2 separate regions of the Ovis aries genome follow, and region 2 is linked to region 1. The links are chromatin contacts, called in public Hi-C maps. All regions are on one chromosome and are shown on one strand. Each heading gives the region's core, a stretch centred on a gene start, on an enhancer-like site or on the middle of the called end of the contact. The rest is flanking DNA. Distances are from core to core; before and after follow the strand shown.

The links. A called contact is a pair of places that touch in the nucleus more often than the background predicts.
Region 2: a Hi-C map of blood shows a contact between it and region 1, with 3 times the contacts expected there. The contact joins the promoter of TP53 here to the promoter of SLC2A4 in region 1. A contact is called at or near these places in 2 of 16 Hi-C or Micro-C datasets (both in blood).

What each region holds. Positions count from the first base shown.
Region 1 is chr11:26,872,055-26,879,177 of ARS-UI_Ramb_v3.0, forward strand. SLC2A4 (solute carrier family 2 member 4) reads left to right here and starts at 3,425. Exons shown (of 11, transcript XM_027974995.3): 1 at 3,425-3,660; 2 at 4,936-5,052; 3 at 5,162-5,334; 4 at 5,425-5,549; 5 at 5,687-5,802; 6 at 5,898-6,060; 7 at 6,147-6,334; 8 at 6,522-6,626; 9 at 6,778-6,879. The coding sequence starts at 3,628. It overlaps LOC132657408 (a long non-coding RNA gene), which reads right to left and starts at 3,232. Exons shown (of 2, transcript XR_009595551.1): 1 at 3,083-3,232.
Region 2 is chr11:27,202,825-27,209,947 of ARS-UI_Ramb_v3.0, forward strand. TP53 (tumor protein p53) reads right to left here and starts at 4,435. Exons shown (of 11, transcript NM_001009403.1): 1 at 4,339-4,435. WRAP53 (WD repeat containing antisense to TP53) reads left to right here and starts at 5,761. Exons shown (of 9, transcript XM_042256634.2): 1 at 5,761-6,350; 2 at 6,819-6,930. The coding sequence starts at 5,947.

The DNA.
Region 1 (7,123 bases), core at 2,175-4,674:
CTAAGCAAGATGAACGCACACATGCTCCAATGCTAAATGCCCACAGTGTCCTGTGTCTCATTTCTTCCCTTCCCATCCTGTCTCCAGGACTTTCCTGGTGGCTCAGACGGTAAACCATCTGCCTACAATGCGGGAGACCTGAGTTCAGTCCCTGGGTCGGGAAGATCTCTTGGAGAAGGAAATGGCAACCCACTCCAGTATTCTTGCCTGGAAAATCCCATGGATGGAGGAGCCTGGTAGGCTACAGTTCATGGGGTCGCAAAGAGTCGGACACGACTGAGCGACTTCACTCACATCCTCTCTCAATTAGTCTCTTTCTCCCACCTTCCCAGCCATTTTTCTCCCTCCCTCCTGACTCTCCTTATTCCCATTGTCTCTTCTACTCCCCACCACTTTCTCCTTTCTTTTTATCTTCTTTATCTAGATCTGACTTGCTTTCTTTGATTCTACTTTCCCTGGGGCTTAAACTCCTAGAAGCATCAGAACAAAGCATCTGAATGAGACTGGGAAAGTTCCTTGACCCGAGTGCCAGGAGACACCCCAAGGCCTGCATTCTAACTGCTACCCTGACTTTTCATCTGCCTCCAACCTGTGCCTCCCTCCAGTTCCCTTTTTTCCTCTTGGCACCTTTCTCAGCTTTCCCTCTCTCCCTGCCCTCTTCCCTTCATGGCATTCCAGCATCCCTGGTTTTCCTTTTACCTTCCCAATTACCTTCCTTCTCTGCTTCCAACAATCACTTCTGCTCCTTTTTATTCATAAGCGATTTGTTCTCCTCAACTAGCAGACTTTAGTTCTTCTACTTTAGTTCCCCTTGGTCAGGTATGTGGAACCATTTACCAAAGGTTCCCCCATTCATGACTGTTCCCCAGCCCATATTCCTGACCATCAGGAGCAGACCCTCATTTCATTCATTCAACAAATAAATATTGAGTGCTCATCCTGGGTGAGCTGGGTGTTGAGGATACAGAGGTAAACAAGATGATTATCTGTCCTCAGGGTTACTGTGCAGAGAAGAAATTATGACAATGTACTATCCTGAGGACACATGGTTTTCTGAAGCAAAGCCAAGGAAGGTATCACAGGGGCGGGGGTGGGGGGAGAGTTTTTCTGAGGACCAATGGGAGTCCTTTGGTATTCCAGACTAAGGGATTATTCAGTTCAGTTCAGTCGCTCAGTCGTGTCCGACTCTTTGCAACCCCATGAATCGCAGCCCGCCAGGCCTCCCTGTCCATCACCATCTCCTGGAGTTCACTCAGACTCACGTCCATCAAGTCAGTGATGCCATCCAGCCATCTCATCCTCAGTCGTCCCCTTCTCCTCCTGCCCCCAATCTCTTCCAGCATCAGAGTCTTTTCCAATGAGTCAACTCTTCGCATGAGGTGGCCAAAGTACTGGAGCTTCAGCTTTAGCATCATTCCTTCCAAAGAAATCCCAGAGCTGATCTCCTTCAGAATGAACTGGTTGGATCTCCTTGCAGTCCAAGGGACCCTCAAGAGTCTTCTCCAACACCACAGTTCAAACGCATCAATTCTTCAGTGCTCAGCCTTCTTCACCGTCCAACTCTCACATCCATACATGACCACAGGAAAACCATAGCCTTGACTAGATGGACCTTAGTCGGTAAAGTAATGTCTCTGCTTTTGAATATACTATCTAGGTTGGTCATAACTTTTCTTCCAAGGAGTAAGCATCTTTTAATTTCATGGCTGCAGTCACCATCTGCAGTGATTTTGGAGCCCCCAAAAATAAAGTCTGACACTGTTTCTACTGTTTCCCCATCTATTTCCCATGAAGTGATGGGACCAGATGCCATGATTATTAGTAGCCACCAAAGAGTGAAACAGCACAGTGTGTTCTGGATACAAGAAATAGTTAGGAATTGACTAAAACTTGAGGGGAGGGGATAGAAAGTGAGGTAGAGATAGGAGGAAAGGCAAGAGGTTTTGTTCACTCTGAAAGGGGGTTAGAACTTGACAGTGGGCAACAGAGACTTCTGAGGGGAGAGTGAGGAGGTTGAACTCTTTTTGAATTGTACTCTGCCCCTCCTTGTAAGGGAAGAGGAGCAGGAAGACCAGGCAGGGTGATGGCTGTCTGAACCAAACTGGCCACAGTACAGGTGGAAAAAATCAGATGAATATGAGGGTTTAGGAGGTCAAAACACCAATGCCGGTAACTGGATAAAGGTGGGGAGTGCAGGAGAGGAGGAATTAAGCATGACTTCCTCTTTCTGATAGGAGGGACAGGCTGGCTAACAGGACGGTTCACTGGGATGAGGAAGTTAGCAGGAGAAGCAAGTTTGAACATGCTGATCATGTGAATTGCCCACCTAGGCGGCAGCTGAACACTCGGATCTGAAGCTCCAGAGAGAGGCCTGGGCCTGAAGTAATGGAAGCCTTAAAGATGTGGAACGAGGGGGGACAGTGGGCAGCGGACCACCCCGGCCCGATCCTCTGCGGATCCGCGCTCTCCCTCCAGGTGGCACTAGAGCCCCGTGCTTCTGAGTCCCGTTCTTCACAGCGCGCGCTGTCGGTGCTCAGAGCGCTACGCTGCTGCTCCGGGGACTTGCCAACTCTAGGTCGCACCCTCCTCGCTTGGGCATTCAAACCTGGAGCGACCTCCAGAGAGCGTGTCCAACTCGTCCACGCGGCCAGCACATTCTTGGCGGCTCGGGCACCTCAGGGCTGGTGACGTGGTTGGTGTGACCACCTGTCCCTCCGGCCACCTCCAGGAACCAACGTGGGGAATGGGTGTAGGGGAAAGGCTAGAGAGGCAGTGCTCCGAGCACGGATGCAAGGAAAGACGACCCCCGAGGCCAGACACCTGAGCCGTTAGGAACGGAATTTCCTGTGCCCCGGGTCATCTCCGCGTGGGAAGCCTGTCGCGGATCCTTTAAGGCTCCATCTCCCTGTCCTCCCCCGCCCAGGACAGGCTGGGACACCCGGGACCTGACATTTGGCGTCTCCCAACGTGGGAGCTAAAAATAACCGCTGTGGGTTACTCCGGGCCATTGCTCTGCACCCACCCCGCGCGCCGGCTAGCGCTCGGTCTCGGGCCGCCCGAGTTCTCTCCTGGGCAAGTTTACCTGGCCCGTCCCCTCCCATCCCTTGGAAGTCGCTTCTTCACCCCCGAACCTCGGCCGGTGGGCGGAGACTTCACGTGAAGGGGAACAGGGCCCCCAGGTTTCCCGGGACCCTGTTCTCAAAACTTCCCGGAGGCAGGCTGGCGGAAACCCGAGGGGCGTGTCTCACTCGGCACGCTGAGGGGCGTGGCCTCGCTGGCTTACCCTACAGCCGGTGCCAAACTCTCAGCCCCAGGCTCAGGGAGGGGCGTGGCCTGCTGGGGTGTGCGGGCTCCTGGCCAATGGGTGCCGTGAAAGGCGTGGCCCTAGGGGTTGCGGGGGCTGCTCTTCGGGTCTTTTCCCCCCAGCCAAGCTTCGCCAGATTACCAGGAGCTGCTGTCTGGCTCCTGGGCTTGTGGCTGTGGGTCCCGCCAGACTCGCCCTCCTCACAAAGCTCCGGGACCCCCATCACCCCCGCGTCCTCCGCCCACCAGGCTGGGGTCGCAGACCCCCCCAGTCGCCTCCCCCTCGTCTACTGCAGCTCCTGCGTCTCCAGTTCCTAAGACAAGATGCCGTCGGGCTTCCAACAGATCGGCTCTGAAGTAGGGTTTAGCATGAGGGGGCGGGACGGGGACAAGGGTCCTGCTTTTCTCGGGCTGGGGTCGCGCTTGGGGTCAGCTAGGGGGCGGTCCTTGCGCAGGCGCAGGGGGTGGGGTGGGGGACTGGCTATTTATACCCGAGCGGGACAACCCATGACTGTCAGATTCCAGTCACTCCAAGAGGCAAAATGAGTCTGGGGGATCATTGTGGGCAAGAACGGCAGCTGGATTCTGCGTGTCCTGGGTTCGCCCTCTTCTCTAGTTCGCGGCGCTTTGCGCCGGGATCGAGGACTTCCTGCCCTCAAGAAAGCAGATTCAGGCGAGTCTTGCCCTCCAGGAGCTGTCCGTCTGTCCCGGCTCGCTAGCCCGCAGTTTTTCGAAGACCGGAGGTGCTCCGTAGGTCCACCCCCACCCCCACTCTTGGCAGTCCTCCAGGACGCTGAACTTTCCCTCGGCCCTACGGTTGGTGGAGGGGTAGAGGGGAGTGTCAGCCCTCCCTCCCCGAGCTCAGGTTTCCTTTTGGAGACAGTCTGTGCCGCCAGCGGTCAGCCACCAAGGCTACCGCCCCTCACACCACCTTCCCGCCCCCATCCCCTGCGCAAGGCTCGCTCAGGCAAAAGCCAGCATGGCCCCCTGCCCTTTGTCGCAGCTTGGAGGGGGAAGGGAGGAGGCTGGGGCGGAGACAGAGAAGGCCATAAGCCAGGAGGGATGACCGCGATGTCCTTTTTGGAATTGTCCTTCTTGAGCCTATTGGGGGCTTCCAGGAGCCCGCGGAGAGAACCCGCAGATGGAAGAGAAGAGGACAGAGACTGACGATGCTAACACACTTGTTACTTTATAAAAGCAGCACCACTGGGGCCACTCAACATTCAGTTTTGATTTTCACACTTTCACTTGACAAGCAACATCACCCCCATCTCTTCAGTTCAAAGTGAGGAAGTGAGTTACCTAAGGTCGCACAAATCTGAACAGGGGTCTCTTAATGCCAAGCCTGTCCCTAGGTTAGACAGGAATTGTGAGACCCAGGTTCTCAAACGTTTCTCTGCTTGCTGGACTCAAACATCAGTTTCTCCTTCATGCCCTGGTACTCTTGGGTTCTTCCCGCTCTTGTTTACACTGAGATCTTCGATTGATTCCTAATATGGGTCCACTTTCCCTCATCCCACACGTTGGATGAAACCCAGCATCTTTAGACTCCTACTGGGCCTGGGCCCCTGGAGAAAAGAAAGATGCCACAGTTCCACGTGACATGCCTCCTCTCTGCTTCTGCCTGCCCAGGATGGGGAACCCCCTCGGCAGCGAGTCACTGGGACCTTGGTCCTTGCCGTATTCTCTGCTGTTCTTGGCTCCCTGCAGTTTGGCTACAACATTGGGGTCATCAATGCCCCCCAGAAGGTGAGGGGCTACAGTTGGCAGAGTGGGGTACCCAGACAAGGTGGGGGGGAGTGGGTGAGCAGAGAGGGAAGAGTCTAGCAGCTAATCACTCCTTTGCTGTGCCCCCCAGGTGATTGAACAGAGCTACAATGAGACCTGGCTGGGGAGGCAGGGGCCTGAGGGACCAAGCTCCATCCCACCAGGCACCCTCACCACCCTCTGGGCTCTCTCTGTGGCCATCTTCTCTGTGGGTGGCATGATCTCATCCTTCCTGATTGGCATCATCTCTCAGTGGCTGGGAAGGTATGGGGCTGGAGGGTGAGGGTGGAGGGACAGGAAGAGAGCCAGAGCATGGGTTCCTGGACTCTCACAGCCCCACTCTCTGTCTGCCAGGAAGAGGGCCATGCTGTTCAACAACGCCCTGGCAGTGCTGGGGGGCACCCTCATGGGCCTGGCCAAGGCAGCTGCCTCCTACGAGATGCTCATTCTTGGACGGTTCTTCATTGGTGCCTACTCAGGTACCTACAGGCACTGTGGCCCTGCGCAGAGCCTTGCTCTCCTTCACTAGCCCTGGCCTTGGGGGTGGTGGCGGGGGTGGGGGGGGGGGAGGCGGTGGGCAGCTGCCCTGAGAAGATCTCTTCTTCCCTCTGCTCAGGGCTGACGTCAGGGCTGGTACCCATGTACTTGGGGGAGATCGCCCCTACTCACCTGCGGGGCGCCCTGGGGACACTCAATCAACTGGCCATCGTCACTGGCATCCTAATCGCCCAGGTGACTGGGCCTGGCCTCCTGGGGGGTTGGGCAGGGGGTTGGGGCTCTGGGTACAGGCTGAACATCCTGCCCTCCTTCCCTGCCTTCTCCCATAGGTGCTAGGCTTGGAATCCATGCTGGGCACAGCCACCTTATGGCCACTCCTCCTGGGCATCACCGTGCTGCCTGCCCTCCTGCAGATGGTCCTGCTGCCCCTCTGCCCGGAAAGCCCCCGCTACCTCTACATCATCCGGAACCTGGAGGGGCCCGCCAGAAAGAGTGAGCTCCCGTGCCATCCTGCGGGCACCTGTGCCTCTCCCAGGCCTTCTGCCTGCCCTCTCAGGCCTGACCCCCCTCACTTCCAGGTCTGAAGCGCCTGACGGGCTGGGCCGACGTGTCTGAGGTGTTGGCTGAGCTGAAGGAGGAGAAGCGGAAGCTGGAGCGTGAGCGGCCCCTGTCCTTGCTCCAGCTCCTGGGCAGCCACACCCACCGGCAGCCCCTCGTCATCGCCATTGTGCTGCAGCTGAGCCAGCAGCTGTCAGGCATCAATGCGGTACGGGCATCAATGCCGTGTGGATGCAGCCACCTCCAGGAGGGGCAGGGTTAGGGAATAGCCCCAGAGGAATGAAGAAGGGAGCAAGCCTCTGCTTCGTTAAAATTCAGGGTCAGTCCAGCTTGGTGTGGCTTCAAGGGAGGAAGGAACATCCTTTTCATCACCTTTTCTTCTGGCCCACCTCTAGGTTTTCTATTATTCGACCAGCATCTTTGAGTCAGCAGGGGTAGAGAAACCAGCCTATGCTACCATCGGAGCCGGCGTGGTCAACACAGTCTTCACCTTAGTCTCGGTAACTGCTGGCCTCTGGAAGGGTCCCCACTGTTGACTTCTAGACATACCTGGGTGTCCCAAAGATCCAACCCTTGGTTGACCCCAACCACCCAATCCCTCCCACGTCCCAAGCCCTGAAGGCCCCTGGAAAGCCCTGACTCTCTCTGCAGGTGTTCTTGGTGGAACGGGCTGGGCGCCGGACCCTCCATCTCCTGGGCCTGGCAGGCATGTGTGGCTGCGCCATCTTGATGACTGTGGCTCTGCTTCTGCTGGTGAGGCCTGAGGAGAGGGAGGGGACCAGCCTCCCAACCCCAGGGAACTGCCCCAAGGGGCTCTGTGGACAGCCAGGGTCATTCCTCAACATATATGCCTTTTACCTTGGGCCCAGGCTGTGTGCCAAGACCACGCCCCTGAGGGACCCAGGCTGCATGCACTTCCTCCTGCTCTAGGACACCGTAGCATCAGCCTGGCAGCCAGCGGGGAGAGCCCCTGTCAAACCTCAGGGACAGTAATTCC
Region 2 (7,123 bases), core at 3,185-5,684, 330 kb after region 1:
GTTTTTCTTCCCCCTTTGGCTGTGCCTTGAAGCTTGTGGGATCTTAGTTACCCAACCTGGGACTGAACCTGGGCCCTGGAAGTGAAATAGTCAGGGAATTCACGGTTTTAGCTTTATTAACAAAAAAATTTTAAAGGTGGTATCTATACATTGCTTGTGTAATTAAAATAACATAGAGACAAAAATAAGACAAAATGTTGTTAAAAATTATTTGGTGGGAATGTGTGGTTACTCTTGTACTCTGTACTTTTCCAAAATAAAAATATCAAGGGAAAAAAAAAAGAAATTATGGATATTTGAATCAGATTAAAAAAGGTAAACAGAATAATGTCCTCCCAAGTACCCATCACTTAGCTTCAAGAATAATCAAGCATCTCACCTGTACCTCTAGTCACTCCCCACAACCCCACAAATGTTTTTGAGGTGAAACTTACATAGGTTGAAATTGCATCATACTATTTTGATCACAAAATTTGACAAACTTTGATACAGCTCTGTAATCTACCCATACCAAGACAAAGATACTGTGTTCTCTTCTGAAAGTTTTATGTGTAGGTTTATTAACCATGTCAAATTTACTGTTGTGCATGGTGAGAGGTGGGGGCCAAAATCCATTTTTCTGCTCCAGTTGTTTCAGCACCATTTGTTGAGACTTTCCTCTCCCCACTGATTCACTCTGGTACCTTCACAGAAAATCATTTGACTACATTTATGTGTCTTTTCCCAGACTCTATCCATTGATTGTTGTTCTACTGTAACTTTATTATTTTTTTAAGTTTTATTATTGGAGTACTGGGGCTTCCCAGGTGACACCAGGGGTAAAAAATCTGCCAGTGCAGGAGACACAAGAAATGTGGGTTCAATCCATGGGTTGGGAAGATCCCTTGGAGGAGGAAATGGCAACCCACTTGAGTCTTGCCTGGAAAATGTGGACAGAGGAGCCTGGGAGGCTCCAGTCCATAGAGTCACAAAGAGTTGGGACACAACTGACCATACATATATTGGAGTATAATTGCTTTACAATGTTGTGTTAGTTTCTGTTGTACAACCAAGTCCTACTTAACTTTACAGTAATCTTGAAATCAGGTATTTTAAGGCCTCCAACTTGTACCAATGTTTTGTTTCAGAATCAGCTTGTCAGTTTCTACATTTTTAAAAAAATCATTGAGTTAAATCTTGCTGAAGAGTACTGACACCTAAACACCATTGAGTGTTCCAATCCATGAATATGCTAAAATTTCCTTAAATTCTCTCAGCAGTATTTTGTAGTTTTCTATATAGAGCTTTTGTCCATTTTTTGTTTAATTTATCCCTGAGTATGACATGTTTTTCACCATGGCTTCCCAGGTGGCTCAGTGGTAAAGAATCCGCCTGCCAATGCAAGAGACACAGGTTTGATCCCTGGGTCAGGAAGATCCTTTGGAAAAGGAAATGGCAACCCACTGCAGTATCCTTGCTTGGAAAAACCCATGGACAGAGGAGCCTGGTGGGCTACAGTCCAAGGGGTTGCAAAGACTCAGACATGACTTAACACATGTCAGGTTTTTGAGTTTAGATTCAAGGTTGCTATTATATAAAAATACAATGTATGCATATTGCCTTTGAAAGTTGTAACTTGGCTTTAGTTTTAGCTTTCACTTGTTCTCATTGTGTGAAAATGAATAATGAATTTTCTATTAGGACTTTTGGTATACAGTCATACCATCTGTGAATAAAGCCATTTTATTTCTTCTTTTCCAACGGTTATGTATATATTAACAGCATTAGGCTGGCCTTATAAAATGAGTTGGGCAACGTTACTGCCTCTCCATTCTGAAAGAGTTTATGTGAGATTGGTATTGTTTCTTTCTCAACTTTTTGAATTGAAGAACAAAGGAGACAGATAGGAAATAGCACTCAGACCCAAATGCTAACAATAACTGCATTAAATGTAAATAGACCAAACAGTCCAATTAAAGCAGTTCAGTGGGGGAAGGAAGGCTATTTCAATAAGTGGAGCTAGAACAACTAGCTATCCATAAGAAAAAATAAAACAGAACCTTGAACTCACAACATGAAAAAAATTATTCCTTGACTAATAAATTATGGCTCACAGACTTGTGTTAAATCTAAAACTACAAAGATTCTCAAAGAAAATATATGAGCAACTGTAAGAAAATATCTTCATGACCTTGGGGTACGATCTCCTAAACAGGTCAAAGCAATCACTGAAAAGAAAAATCAATCTTCTGTTCCTTGTAAGAGTTGTTAGACAAGCAAGAGGTCAGGAGAAAACACACCTATCTGACAAAGGATACACATTATCGCTATCCAGAATATAAATGACTCCAACACCTCAAAGACACAAAAAAGCAAATGAACCAATTTTTAAAATGGGGAAAACACTTGAACAGTCTCTTAATATCTGACACAGAAATGGCCAGTAAGCACATGCAAACTGTTGGAACATACTTAATTGCAAAGTAAAACCCACATTGATATGGCACATTAGAAAGCCTGACAAACCAAATCCTGAGACAGGATCTATCTTGCTGGTGGGAATATAAAACAGTACAACCACTTTGAATAACAAGAACTTTTTAATGTAATTAAAAAATACAAATAAACACCTCACTCTATGACCAAGCAATTCCATTCCTAAGTATCCAAAAACATAAAAACATGACTACAAAAATAATTTTAAGAATGTTAATAGCAGCTTTATTCAAAATAGTCTTAAATGGGAAGCCACTCAAAGGCCATCAAAAGGAGAATGGATAAGCCAATCAATGGTTTATTTATTCAGTGGAATATACTAAAATATAAAGAAACAAAGTATTGATACGCTGATACATGCAATAAAATGGGTGAATTTCACAGACGGAAAGAAGCCTGACACAAAGGAGCACACACTGTATGATTCCATTTATAAGTTCTCCAACAGGCAAAATAAATCCACGGTAACACAAATCAAAGGCGGTGGCTGTAAATGCTACTCCTAACACAGAAAAAAGCACGTAAGTACCGCGCAGTGTCATGTTCATAGCAGGTGCGTGGTAGGTGACCGCGCCCTAAATAATGAAGATGCCGGGAAAATTGGTATGGGCAGAAATCCTAGGCCCGGTCCGCCGCCTCCCACGGGCAGAACCAGTCGAGACCGAAAGACAGCTTCGACGACCTCGGCCCCGCCCCCTCCAAGCCCCGCCCCTTCCGCTTCACGACGTTCACTCTGCGTCCGAGAAAGGAATGGTTCAGCCCAAAGCTAGATACAGAAGTTGTTTCTCCGCCGCAGAAAACGACCCATCGTTAGTCTTCTATCGTTTAATTCTCAAATGTATCCATTCTCGAAATACCCAGGGTCTGCCCTCTGACACTAAAAAAAACAAAAACAAAAAAACCCCAAACCGTCCACGCAATGGTAGCGTCCGCCTGGGTAGCGGTCGATCGGGATGGAGCACACCATTCAAAGAGGGGGAGGGATTGAGGTTTGCATCAAAAATACCTCTTCCTTTCCAAAAGCGGTAGCTAACCAGGCTAGGAGGGGGGAGGGAAAAAGTAGAGGGGTTAGCAGCCTCCTTTCACAAGTAATGAGGACCAGTATAAAAGACCTTTTCTCTTTCTACTTCCCTCACGTCGGGTGAATAGTGGGCTGCTCCGAAAAAAAGAAACCGGAAATGCTCCGGCAGTGGTAGAAATGTAAATGTAGAGCCAAACAATAACAGGGCCTCTGAGGCCGGGCTAGTTCTGCAGGGCTTCGCGGGCAAAACTCTGGTTTAGCAAGCGCCCCCTTCCACGACTGACAGCCTTTAACCGGATTTTCTCCATCTAGCGGAGCTGAGAGCCAGTGGGAAAGATTACTCCAGGAAGGACAAAGGTCCGGAAGTTATGGGACCTTAGCAGCTTGGACTTTCCGGATCACCCAGAACCACTTCGGAACTGAGCCCGAGGTTCCACTGGGATGCTGCACGTTCTAAAATCCTGAGCCATGAATCCCCGAAGTTTCGAGATCGGAAAGTCGACCCTGATGCTTTGTGCATCTTATTTCACACACCCTGGGATGGAGTTATTGGTGGTGGGGAAGAACCCCTTAGGCCGGCTCAAGGTTCCCCAAAGCCCCACTCCCCCGCCCAAGTGTTCACCTTCGAGTTCGGCTGGTCTTAACATCCCAATCATCTACACTCGGGCCTCCTAACATTGCATTCCTGTTGGTGCCGCTAGCCAAGACCCCCGCCCTCCCTGCCGCTAATCGTTAACCCCCCAGTTACCGCCCCCCAGCCCTTTATCCCCCCGAACTGAAAATACAAGGAGCCAAGAGCCCGTGACTCATAGAGGACTCATCAGTCTCAGTCAAGAGCTTACCCGAAGCTCAGGGGAGGGTGTCACCGTCCTGGGATGCACGCTCCGAGGTCGGACGCTAGATGACCCCGGAGACCAGCGGCCACTGCGGCCAGGATGGTGGCTCTGGACTTTTGAAGAGCTCAAAACTTTTAGCGCCAGTCCGGAGCACGTGGGAGGGGAAAATCCCAATCCCAGCAACCCTCGCGAGGCTCCTGGCACAAAGCTGGATAGTCGCCATGACAAGTAAGGGCAAGCAATTCCCCTGCGGGCGGAGGCGAGGGGAAAGGAGAGTAGGAGAGGAGAGTGCGGGGAAAGTCAGGATTCTCGCCATATTGGTAGTGTAGCTAGTGACCGTTTGGATAGGGGAAGTTCGACAAGCGAAAACCATAACGGCCGAATTGGTGGAAACCATTTTGGAAGGTTTCTGCCATTGTTTCATATATGGTGAAAGGAAGAAAGCCTTTGCACTTGCATTCTCTGACTGGAACACTCCTCTCCTAGATAGCTGGATAGTTTTTACGCATCAACTAAACTGTCAACTTTTAGAAAGGCCTTCCATAATGTCCCTATCTAACGTATACCTCCATATGCGCTATATTACACCATCTTAATTATTTTCACACCCCTATCACTTTCTGACCGAGAAGGCAATGGCACCCCACTCCAGTACTCTTTCCTGGAAAATCCCATGGATGGAGGAGCCTGGTAGGCTGCAGTCCATGGGGTCGCTAAGAATCGAACACGACTGAGCGACTTCCCTTTCACTTTTCATTTTCATGCATTGGAGAAGGAAATGGCAACCCATTCCAGTGTTCTTGCCCGGAGAATCCCGGGGACGGGGGAGCCTGGTGGGCTTCCGTCTATGGGGTCGCACAGAGTCGGACACGACTGAAGCGATTTAGCAGCAGCAGCATCACTTTCTGAAGTGATTTGTTCCTTGCCTTCAATACATAGCAACCTAAGACTTAGAAGGGCAGAGACCTTGTCTACAATCTTATTGATTGTTGTTTCCCAGTACCTATTACAGTACTGGGTAGCAAGTAAGAGTTCAATAATAAATATTTATTGAATGAATGAAAAGAGACTGAGGTCTGAAAAATTTAGCTAATAAGATGCAAAACCTGTAACATCTAATAGCGCTGGCGCCCTCTGCCGGTTGGAAAGGAGAGTAGATGCTTTAAGAACGATCGCCGAAGACCGCAGGGGGAGCTCAAGCACTTCCCGTCGAGGAGGAAGCTTTCGGACTACAGCTCCCAGCAGCCACTTCAAACTTCCCAGGGCCCCAGGGCTTGACGGGAACCCGTGACCTGTTACATTCCTACCCCTCCCCTCCCTTGGGTTGCGCGCGAAGTCTGATCAGGGATGCGGATGTCCAATGGAAAGGTGGACCCAAATCTCGCGAGAACTGGTGGCACGTAGCTACCGACTAGGCTTAGGAACGCTGTTTATTCGCTGGGCCTTGTGCCCCCTCCAGGGAGGAGGAATACACTGGAGCATTTTTCCGGTTCTGCATCCCAATCCCTGCGAACTTTGAAGCGGTCTCGGCTGCTCCGCGGGCCCAGCCCCTGGTAGTCGACGGGAAGAGGGCTGCCTGGCCGCGGCTGATGTCTGCCGCGCTTCCTCTGCAGTATGAAGACGCCGGAGGCTCCACCATTAGCTCCAGACTGCCTTCCTTCAGACCAGGCCCCAGCTCCAGCCTGTCTCTCTCATCAGGCTTCCCCGATGGATAAAAATACGGACCCTGAACTGATGCCGCCGCTACGCGATGGGGATGATCTGCCCCAGGTGTCCTCAGATCCCATGGCTGGCTTAGCTCTGTCCCAGGAGCTGGAGGAAGGGGTCCCAGCTTCTCTCTCCACTCCCCTGGAAACAGGGTTTGGTCCTCCTAGTGAGTTGAGCAGTCGAGTCGAGGAGAAAGAACTTTCTGAAAATGTGAGCCTTCCTGCAGAAGAAACAAACAGGCCAGAGTTGGGGCCCGGAGAAGACGTGGAAGGTGTGTCTGAAGAACTCAGTCCAGAGGATGAGGGATACACGTAAGTGGTGCTAGCAGTTGGCTCAGGAGTCTGAGGAGATTGGGAGAGTGAGGTAATCTCATAGGCCAGTCCTCAGCCCCATTTCTCCGGGCTCATTTCCACTTCGCTTTGGCGACCCAGGTTTGTTGTCTACCCCCCATCTTCCTTACAGCATTTGGAACTACAACTTCTCCCAGGTACCTCGGTTTCTCAGTGGTTCTTGGTCAGAGTTCATCACCCAACCTGAAAACTTCTTGAAAGGCTGTAAGTGGTAAGTAAGGATTATAGGGCAGCGAGAAAACCACGCCCAGTTATCTGGGAGAAGGATCTACCATGGTGTGAGAAGGATCTTCAGTTGCGTTTAGGGTTGTGTGTCTTCTCTCCTCAAAGTCCTAGGGGTGTTTACCTATCCTAGAGGTCAGCTCAGCCCTAGCCCTGCACTTGGAAAATCTAGGTCTGTCCAGCTTTCTAACTCTTTCATCCTCCTAGGGCCCCTGATGGTTCCTGCATCTTGACCAATAGTGCTGATAATATTCTGCGGATTTATAACCTGCCCCCAGAGCTGTACAATGAAGGGGAGCAACTGGAATATGCAGAAATGGTAAGGGCAGGGGCTAAGAGTTAAGTGCCGCTTCATCAGACATTGCACATTCAAGGCCTTCCTGTAGATGGAGAAAGAACAGTCCACATGTTTCCTGTTCTCAGGCAGGACACTTCTTCGCCATGAGTTTCCACAAGTAATATTTCTACCCTGAATTCTGAAGTCACTTAAAAAGATGTTTGTCCTTTAGTTA